Linked DNA regions of Zea mays: region 2 is linked to region 1. The links are chromatin contacts, called in public Hi-C maps. All regions are on one chromosome and are shown on one strand. Each heading gives the region's core, a stretch centred on a gene start, on an enhancer-like site or on the middle of the called end of the contact. The rest is flanking DNA. Distances are from core to core; before and after follow the strand shown. Region 1 holds the start of LOC100280937 (kinesin light chain). Region 2 holds the start of LOC100279899 (Heat shock 70 kDa protein 17).

Region 1 (5,561 bases), core at 1,891-4,390:
AACTTCTTGCGCTCATGGCGCTTAGAAGTTATGGAGGGCGCGTCGGAGCCGGAGGTAGAAGGTGATGAAGTGTCGGTCTCGTAGTAGACCACCTTCCTCATCTTCTTTATTTTGTCGCCACTCCGATGCGACTTGTGAGAAGAAGTCTTCTTTTCCTTCTTCTTTTCCTTCTTCTTATCCTTGTTGCGGGACTCTTCCGATGAAGCCTTCCCGTGGCTTGTAGTGGGCTTGTCGCCGGTCTCCATCTCCTTCTTGGCGAGTTCTCCTGACATCACTTCGAGCGGTTAGGCTCTAATGAAGTACCGGCTCCGATACCAATTGAAAGTCGCCTAGAGGGGGGGTGAATAGGGCGAAACTGAAATTCTCAAAAATAATCACAACTACAAGCCGGGTTAGCGTTAGAAATATAATTGAGTCCGCGAGAGAGGGTGCAAAACAAATCGCAAGCAAATAAAGAGTGTGACACACGGATTTGTTTTACCGAGGTTCGGTTCTCGCAAACCTACTCCCCATTGAGGTGGTCACAAAGACCGGGTCTCTTTCAACCCTTTCCCTCTCTCAAACGGTCCCTCGGACCGAGTGAGCTTTTCTTCTCAATCACTTGGAACACAAAGTTCCCACAAGGACCACCACAAGATTGGTGTCTCTTGCCTCAATTACAAGTGAGTTTGATCGCAATGAAGAATCAAAGAAAGAAGAAAGCAATCCAAGCGCAAGAGCTCGAAAGAACACAAGCAAATCTCTCTCACTAGTCACTAGGGCGTTGTGTGGAGTTTGGAGAGGATTTGATCACTTGGGTGTGTCTAGATTTGAATGCTAGAGCTCTTGTAAGTAGTTGAAGTGGGAAAACTTGGATGACTTGAATGTGGGGTGGTTGGGGGTATTTATAGCCCCAACCACCAAACTAGCCGTTTGGTGGGGCTGTTTGTCGCATGGTGCACCGGACAGTCCGGTGCACACCGGACATGTCCGGTGCGCCAGCCATGTCACCAAAGCCGTTGTGTTCCGACCGTTGGAGCTCTGTCTTCTGGGCCCGCTTGGATGTCCGGTGGCACACCGGACATGTACTATAGAGTGTCCGGTGCGCCACATCGTGCGTGCCTGACTTCTGCGCGCTCTGGCACGCATTTAATGCTTCTGCAGGTGACCGTTGGCGCGAAGTAGCCGTTGCTCCGCTGGCTCACCAGACAGTCCGGTGAATTATAGCGGAGCAAATTCCTGAAGCTGGCGAGTTCCAGAGCCGCTCTTCCTTGGGATACCGGACACTGTCCGGTGTACACCGGACAGTCCGGTGAATTATAGCGGAGCGCCTCTGGATTTTCCCGAAGGTGAAGAGTTCAGCGTGAAGTCCCCTGGTGCACCGGACACTGTTCGGTGGAGCACCGGACACTGTCCGGTGGCGCACCGGACAGTCCGGTGCGCCAGACCAGAGGTGCCTTCGGTTATCCCTTGCTCTCTTTTATTGAACCCCATACTCGGTTTTTTTATTGGCTAAGTGTGAACCTTTGTCACCTGTATGACTTATACACTAGAGCAAACTAGTTAGTCCAATTATTTGTGTTGGGCAATTCAACCACCAAAATCAATTAGGAACTAGGTGTAAGCCTAATTCCCTTTCACTTAGCCCGGCATGTTTCTTCTCGCGCGTATGAAAATGTTATCCCATGCCCGCAAACTCTCTTACCCGCGTACCAGCAATGGATATATATATCTGTATGTATATATCTATATGTATTTGGTGTATCTCAACATTGTGAGTGCAACATTAAGCGGTGTGCGCCACCTCAAGGAGCGCGTGACCGAGGCCGCCATGGGCCATGCCTTCGTCCTCCAGAGCGGCGAACGTGAGTGCAGCAACACACGACACACGGTGATGGGTGAAGGCGAACACAGATGGGGAGAAAAGAGATTTTTTTCAATTTATGAAATGACTAAATGGCGTTATAGCGTGTGTGATATGTTTGATAATGACATTCAGATAAAGTCCCTCATTAGGATGGCAAAGTGACAAATCCTACTTCTCATAATGACATAATTCCAATTTTCTCTTATGACAATGTATTCTATATGTAGTGATACTCTCTTCTATTACTCACAAATAAACTAATCTTTAGGAGACTCAACGTCTCATTGGCTTATTTATTTTCTCAAAGTGCCCTCATATTTTCTGCACCTCCTACTTTCTCCCTCTTCCCCAACAATTCACCCTTGAGTTTTGACAATTGAATGAGTGCAGTAAATGTTACGGTTACTTTTTGCAACTCAAATAAATGTGCACCCACTTCAATTAATAAATGATAGTATGATCTTTTTTCTTATACTAACCATCCTAAATTCATGAGTAATCTATTTATTAAAGGATAGATAGATTAATTTGGTGTCATAAATCTTGACGTAATTTTTATAAATCCATATAAAGTTTAAAAGTTTGAGTTAATACTACACTTGAATCTATCTAGTCTTAACAGAAGAGCTGCAATTTATCCTAGAACTGTAATGTCCTACTAATGGTTTGTTTGGATTCAACAGCTAAAATGAAAGCTTAACTTCTCCTGAGAAGCCAAACGTAAATAAAACGTGTTCTTTTTACTATTTTAGTCACTTATAGCCTTTTCTATTTACATCTTTAGCTCCTAAAGTGACTAAATTTAAGTCACTTTTGTTTTAGTTTATGGAATAGAAAAGGCCATAAATAAATGAAGGGGTGCAGGACATAAAAGCAGCAAAAGTATCGAACGAATGCAAGCTCTTGCATCTGATGATTTTATCATCATGGAGAATGACCTTGACTATATTTAACGCCCGTTTTGTTGTCCTTGAGTTTTACGGTTTTAGAGCTAGTTTGGCAACCATATTTTTTTAAGGGATTTTTATTTTCTTAAAAGAAAATAAACTAATTTCTAATAAAAAAAATAAAAATTCCTTGAAAAAAATGAGGTTTCGAAACTAGCCTTTACTTTTTTTTCCCTCTCTTTGTCAAATCTGGACTCTGGCCTCTGGGCACAATTCCCTGCTGAGCTGGACCAAAACGCCCCTGCCCGCTCCTGGGGTTGTCTGTGGTCCGGTTGCACCGAGGAGGCGCGACGCGCGAGCCATCATTTCTCTCGTCTGCTCCCGTGCCCTCCGCGGCTCCGCCGCACTCATCTTCTAGTCTTCTTCCCTCCCCTCCGTCACCACTCACCACCTCCCCTATGGCATGGGAGCTTCTCCCGGCCTCTTCCTCCCCTTCCTGCCAGACCATCTTCCTACCGCAACGCACCTGACGGTTTCCATCCACCTGGCTTCCCTGTTGCGCTAGCTGATCGACCCACGCAACGCAAGTGCAATGCCGTGCCGAGGCTAGATCGAGCTGCCGAGCGCTGATCACGGTGAGGCCACCCAGATCCACCCGATTGCCACGCGGACTTCACCCCTTGCCTTTTCTCCTCCCGTCCACCCATCGGGCGCTTTCCCTCCATCCCTCTCTCTCGTGCGGCATCTGGGCGACCCGCCGACGCCCCTACGCCAGGTGCCCAGGCCTTCGTCGGGTCCTTTACCGGCGACGAGCACACACCAGGTTTGCGCACCCTTTCTCTTCCATTCCTGCTGCGCCAAACCGATCACAGGAACCCTAATTTAATCTATTTGTATTTGGATCTACCTTCGATTTTTACTGGGTCCGCCCCTGACCCTAGGCAACGTTCATGTTTTTCCTTTAATTGGTTCTTCGGGTTCAATTTTGGAGCATTTACATGCCACCTTAACATTTTTATTCCGTTTCTTCCAGGGCACTGGAGGGCTACCATCTGCTTCGCTTTCTGAAAAAAAAACAGTTTCGGCATAATTATCACCCTAAGATGCCTGGAATTACAATGGATGGATTTGTTGCAGAGGAGGTGCCGAACAGGGTGAATTCCTCTCCACAGAATGAAAATCTGCCCGCCCCAAATTCGACGGCAGCTTCAACAATGGCGCCAAGCATGCAAAGTGAGGCACTTGAGATGCATGTCGAGAGCTCCGGTACTGGGGAGCCCTCAATTGAGCAGCTCTACAACAATGTGTGCGAGATGAAGAGCTCAAGTGAGGGTGGCTCCCTGTCACATGAGAGCTTTGGCTCAGATGGGGAGGAGTCTAGGATTGATTCAGAGCTTCGCCATCTTGTTGCTGGGGAGATGGAGGCCATGAAGGTGATTGAGGAGGAAGAGGAGAATGGTAGTGTTGCCAACGTTGTGCCACCGGTTCCCGCTGAGAATGGAACCCCAGTAAAGGAGCAGCCTTCCAAATCGTCCAACAAGTCGAAGAAGGACTCAAAATCACAGCTTGAGTCTGATGCCTCTGTTGGTCCCAATAGGAAGGCGTCCACTGAGGAAGGTGAGAGGGAGGTCAGCAAACAGGCAACCCGAGTTGGCCGTCGGCGGAAATCAAATGCCAATCCACAGAATGGAACAGAAGATGCTGGGCTTGATAACCCAGACCTTGGTCCATTTCTTCTCAAACATGCAAGAGACTTGCTTGCCTCAGAAAACTCACGTCGGGCACTGAAATATGCTCTCCGTGCCACTAAGACATTTGAGAAATGTGCTGGTGGAAAACCAAGCTTGAACTTAGTCATGAGTTTGCATGTTGTTGCAGCAATCTACTGCAACTTGGGAAAATATGAAGAGGCTTTACCTGTGCTGCATCGATCTCTTGAGATCCCTGTAATTGAGGAAGGTCAGGAACATGCTCTTGCAAAGTTTTCTGGTTGCATGCAGTTAGGGGACACCTATGGCATGCTAGGTCAAACTGCACTCTCACTGCAATGGTATGCTTCTGGGCTTGAAATACAAAAGCAAACATTGGGAGAGCAAGACCCAAGGGTTGGAGAGACTTGTCGGTACTTAGCTGAGGCCCATGTGCAGGCATTACAACTCGATGAAGCACAAAGATTGTGTCAGATAGCCCTTGACATCCACAGGGAGCATGGCGGGACAGCCTCACTAGAAGAAACAGCTGATAGGAGGCTGATGGGTCTAATCTATGACACCAAGGGTGATCATGAAGCTGCCTTGGAGCATCTAGTGATGGCCGGCACGGCCATGATAGCCAATGGTCAGGAGACAGAGGTGGCCTCAGTGGATTGCAGCATTGGTGATATCTACCTCTCCTTGGGCCGGTATGATGAGGCTGTGTTTGCTTACCAGAAAGCTCTTACTGTATTCAAGACCAGCAAAGGGGAGAATCATGCAACTGTGGCTTCTGTTTTTGTGCGCATAGCGGATCTGTACAATAAGTCAGGGAAGCTGAGGGAGTCAAAATCTTACTGTGAAAACGCTCTCAAAATTTACCAAAAACCTATTCCAGGGACTTCTCTGGAAGAAATTGCCACTGGTTTAACTGATGTTTCAGCCATATATGAGACGATGAATGAGCATGAGCAAGCACTCAAGTTACTTCAGAAGGCCTTAAAAATGTACAACAATTCTGCTGGCCAACAGAGCACAATTGCTGGAATTGAGGCTCAGATGGGTGTCTTGCACTATATTTTGGGCAATTATGGCGAGTCATATGATTCCTTCAAGAGTGCGATTGCAAAGCTCCGC
Region 2 (5,427 bases), core at 168-2,667, 510 kb before region 1:
TTCATTGATCTTGATTCTTGACCTTTTTACATGCTGCATCCATATTTCTTGAGCAATAGTTATGTGTTTACAGTATATAAGATAGAGTAGAGATGCACCTGAAATCAACATCATTATACAGAGATTCTACTGAAATTGGAGCTGCAGTGTTTGCACTAAGAATTTCTTTGGTGCGCTTGACTTGCTTTTTCAACTTAGCCATTGCCTTGGGAGACTGACGGATATCAACCCCATCACCGAGCTGCTTATTGAATTGGGCAGCAAAATAGTTGACCAGACGCATTTCCATTTGAACGCCTCCAAGCTCAGAGTTCCATCTTACGTCCTTAACCTGCAGAGATTAGTGTTATCAATATAGTATTCTGGAGTTGTCACTCATCATATCACATAGCAGCACGGCTCAAGAAAAGAGAAGGATATTTTCACCAGATCTATCATACTAGGCATGAGAAATACCCACATCTAAGATTGCCATCAGACATCTGAGAGAGGCGCAATTGAACAACTACCAGAAATGTCAAGAGAGGGATTTCACCTGGAACTGGTTAACGGACACTGTCTTTCCGAACTCCTTGGCGTTGTATGCAGAGTAGTACACTAATGCAGCGTAAGTGCTACCAGCGCCCATGTCGTAAAAGATGACATGCCGCGACGCATTGGAGAAGTCCTTGTCAATCCCGTACTGAAGCGCGGCCCCAGCGTGCTCGTTGATGAGAGAAAGCACGTTGATTCCAGCCAGCTGCGCAGCCTGCGTCAACGCCCGGCGCTCGGCCTGCCCAAAGTAGGGCGGCACGGCGATCACCGCGTCCCGCACGGGCGCCCCAACGTGCGCATCGGCGAGCCCCGCGGCGTAGTGGAGCACCATGGCGACGATCTCCTCGAGGGAGTATACCTGCCCGTCATCAGCGCGAACCGCGGCGGCGCCGCGCGCGTCGGGGACGAGATCGTAGGGGAGGAAGAGCGAGTCCGTGACGGACTGCACGTAGGACAAGGGCTTGGCCAAGAGGTCCCGCGCGCGGGCGAACACCTTGGACGGGTGCCGCGCCGTGATGCCTGCCGCCTCCTCCCCAGAGAGACGGTTGCCGTCGGCGAGCGAGGCGAGTGCCGGGGACTTACGCTTGGACATCTCGTTGATGGCAACAGCGATTGGAGCACGGCCTGGGGCAAGATGCACAGCAGCGACCTTGAGCCACTCTGAGCCGAGGTCGATGCTCGCCACCGCCGCGGTCGCCGGCGGGACGGCGACGGCCGCCGCGACAAGGACGGCGACGAGGATTCCGTAACTGCGGGGCTGCGACATGGCTTGTGGCTACCAGCTGCGTTCAGTGCAATAACATGTGCAAGGGGTTAGGGTTCGGAGATCTGGGGTGCGGAGTGGCTGGAGGAGCACGCGGGGGAAGGAGGTCAGAAACTCAGAACGATCTCGAGGACGGGAAGGAGGTGAAGAGGGCGTGCTCCTGCTATATTTCGGGTTCCGATTTTTCTTTTTCTTTTTCATTGTCCTTTATTTATTGCAATTACTGATTTTGGTTACGGACCGAGCAGGACCGGCGCGAATTGAGTCATCAATCCAATGAAAACAGGCCACGTGGCAAGACATCCACGTGGCGTTTCACGGCGAGCGCGGTGCGTTGGACGCGCGAGACAACCGCCGTGCTACTTTCAGTACGGCTCCTCGAAACTGACAAGTCGACCATGCCTGTTCTGGAGCCTCCAAGGCTCTAAAAAGTGTGTTTGGAAGATTTTCTCCCGGGTTTTCTCTATTTTTTACTGAAAAACGGTTATAAATGGCTTTAAGACAGAGAAAATTCGACCAATCAAAGTTTAAGATTGATGAAATGAAACATACTCTCTATCTTAAAATAAAAAGTGCTTGTGTGATCTTCAAAATTATATTTTATCACCAATTTTGTATTTTAAGTACAACTTTCGTCGCTAATTTTGTATATCTAAGTAGAAATCCAATGTTACCGCTTTTGTAGTATAATAATAAATTTCTCATACGATAAGACTAATTAATGCCAAACATATTTAAATGAATTTTATATTTTTCATATAATTAGACTCATTGCCTGTTAGAGATTAAAAAATTGAAATATGGATAGACGATATAAACCATGAGTGTAAAGTGCGATTTGCACCTGAAATTGCCGAATTTTAAAAACAACAACAATAAAATTGAACCACATGAAAAAATTCAGCCACATATAGTATAGTTATTTTTCATACACTCGTGTTTAAGACTAAATTTTAGAGTATATTATTATATTCTTTCATGTTTCTTTTTACCGTCTCCATATAGCATTTCCAATAGACTAGGTAAATGGCTCATCGAGCCAAATTTTGGCTATCCAACACCAAAATAACTCCCCAACAAACTAACTGTTGGGACTATGCTTCGTCGCCGAAGGTCTTGTAGGGAGAAACAGCTTCGGCTGAAGCTGTCCGCATGTGATGACCGAGGGTTCCTCTGTATGAAGCTTCGGGATTACAAACCGACTTAGGAGTAGAATGATGTTTTAGTTCATAAATGTTTGAGTCGCTGTTGTAATTCCTTATGAGGGACATAATTGTAATTCCTCACAGGCTGTATCCCATGCCTATAAATAGTGAACAGTATTCCTTTACTGTTCACGAATTCCTGTAATTGCAACCGCATCATTCGGGAATCAATCTTTGTCAAGGCAAAGGTATAATTGTATTCAATGCTTAAATATATTAAATCAATTTAATATGAAAGTAATGTTGTTCATTTGTAATTTATTCACCTTTGACGCTTCGTATTCTATATTACATTATTCAATCTTTTACGAAGATTTAACCTTCGTAATTGTATTGCCTTTAACCTTCGTCCAAAGTTCATTAGTCCTTAAGGGAATAATGCTTCATTGGACGAAGGGCATCTACATTTAACACTTTGTGTTGCCTTGTTCTTAATTCATAGCATTTGAGAACAAGTCCCCAACACTAGCTATATGACTCACCAAGCTATTCGACTCTTCAAATTGGCTCCTCCACTAGCCAAATTTGGATAGCCACTCTGACTAATCAAACTAAGAGCATCTCCAAGAGACTAGCTAAATAACTCGTCAAGCCAAATTTTGACTACTCAATAGCAAAATAACTCTCCAACAGATTAGCTATCTGACTCGCCAAGCTATCCGGCTCTTTAAATTGACTCTCTCACTAGCCAAACTAGATAGATAGTCTGTTGGAGTGAGATGCTACATATAGAGTGTAATCTTTATGAAAAGTTAAATAGATAGTCAGATATAGAGCTAAAATGAGGAGTCTCTTGCAGATGCTCTAAATAGATAGTCTCTTTGAATGAGATGCAACATATAAAAATGTAATATTTATAAAAAGATAAATAGCTCTTACATATCAACTTTGATCTTCTATTGCCTTTCTTTACATTGCTATCAACCTTAGAAACTTACTATACACCTAAGTCTCTGGACGTCTCGTTTGAACATGTCCAGATTATCTAAACAATTGTTGAACACGCTTTGATTCAATCGGTGCTATCTATAGTTTATCTGAACACGCTTTGATTCAAATCGGTGCTATCTATAGTTTATCATGTACATCATTCCAGATTCGATCCCTTCTTATATGGTCATAAATCAACACATCATTTACATTTCTCAACAATTATATGGTGAATATATCGTATTTTTATAGGCCAATATTTTGCACTGTACAACATAGTAGGTCCAATCATTGTCCTATAAAACTTGCTATATTAGCTTTTGTGGTACACTCTTGTCATATAGAATATCATATGATTGGTGCCACTTCATCTACCCTACTTTAAATCTATTTCTAATATTTTTTATCAATATCCTTGTCACACCCGATTTTAAGGGAAAACCAGGGTGCATATCATATATGCGCCAAACAAGATTAATACATACAATAACTCAGTGTATAGACTCAAATGTCTTAATCTTTATTACGTAACAAAAATATATTACAAAATAACTGATAATAAATAAATTGAACTAAGATAATTATTCTTTGGCACCAACGGCTGACTGTGAGACGACACCTAGATCTCGTCGAACTCATCATAATAGTCCTACTTCGGTGGTACCTGCTCTTCAACTGGGGGGATTATTGCAAGGGTGAGCTCACAGATGTTCATCTCTCAACAAGTGTGATTAATAATGTGCATGAACTCACTTACGGTGGGGGCTCATGTGTAGTGTAAGGATGATCAACAAATAATGGTTAAGGTTGAGCATTGCTTTTAATAAGTTGGTCAAAAATTTATTAGCAGTTACTAAGTATAAGTGTATACAATCCCAATAAAATAAGAGATCACCATTGCTAATGAATCACACAATGCAATGTATATGACAGATTAAGTTTAATTACATAAGTTAATCATGCGAGAGTCCTAAGTCGCTCTTAACCGCGAGCACGACTGGTATACCAGTTTTACACTCTGCAGAGGTAGCACATCTTTACCCACAAGCCATGTTACCTATTTGTCAAGGGGTCTCGAATCCCATTCATATCTACCGATGAGACGAGATAGGGTAGCACTACGAGACCTTTACAAAGTTCCACTAGCGGAGAGAACCCACTACGGATTTCGAGCCGAAGGCGATATAGGAATCCCTCACCCGAAAAGCTAAAAAGACAGTCCGAACCGAGGAACTCCCTACAACTACACTCCTCCACCCTGCTTGTATCTTTCGGTAAAGGATTAACTCACATTAGCTTTCCTAATTAGTCTGTCAAGGGCGTCATATTCCACCCTTCTGGTAGCACTGATATCTCAAGTTAATCTCCATGTTCCAATTAACATCATAATCTTATCATGAACAATAAATAATATAGTAACAATAATAAAACATAATCATGAATCATATTGTCGGCGTTTCGAGACCGGGGGGTCCCTAAGCCGACGAGTGAATGTCGCTGCGTGCCCCAGCCCAGATGGGTCGAGCGCGTGGGCGAGCGCGAAGGGGGGAAGCGAGGTGGCCGGAGACGGGCGTGAGAGAGGTGGAAATCCCGCGGCCTTCGTGTTCGTCCCGCGCCCAGGTCGGGTGCGCTTGCAGTAGGGGGTTACAAGCGTCTACGCGGGTGAGGGCAGCGAGCGGCCCCAAGAGAGCGCCTGTCCCGTCCTCGTCCCCGCGCGGCCAACCTTCTCTAAGAGGGCCCTGGTCCTTCCTTTTATAGGCGTAAGGAGAGGATCCAGGTGTACAATGGGGGTGTAGTGGAGTGCTACGTGTCTAGCGGGGGAGAGCTAGCGCCCTAAGTACATGCCGATGTGGCAGCCGGAGAGATCTTGGCACTCAGCTGGTGTGATGTCGTGGCCGTCGGAGGAGCAACGGAGCCTGGCGGAGGGATAGCTGTCGGAGCGGTTGAGTCCTTGCTGACGCCCTCCTGCTTTCGTAAGAGAGCTGAGAGCCGCCG

What was found. A called contact is a pair of places that touch in the nucleus more often than the background predicts.
Region 2: a contact with region 1 is called in a Hi-C map of ear, with 1.9 times the contacts expected there. The contact joins the promoter of LOC100279899 here to the promoter of LOC100280937 in region 1. A contact is called at or near these places in 2 of 25 Hi-C or Micro-C datasets (ear and leaf).

Annotation. Positions count from the first base shown.
Region 1 is chr5:209,574,582-209,580,142 of Zm-B73-REFERENCE-NAM-5.0, reverse strand. LOC100280937 (kinesin light chain) reads left to right here and starts at 3,140. Exons shown (of 3, transcript NM_001368333.1): 1 at 3,140-3,556; 2 at 3,767-5,561. The coding sequence starts at 3,837.
Region 2 is chr5:210,086,643-210,092,069 of Zm-B73-REFERENCE-NAM-5.0, reverse strand. It overlaps LOC100279899 (Heat shock 70 kDa protein 17), which reads right to left and starts at 1,417. Exons shown (of 14, transcript NM_001152851.1): 1 at 536-1,417; 2 at 99-331. The coding sequence starts at 1,300.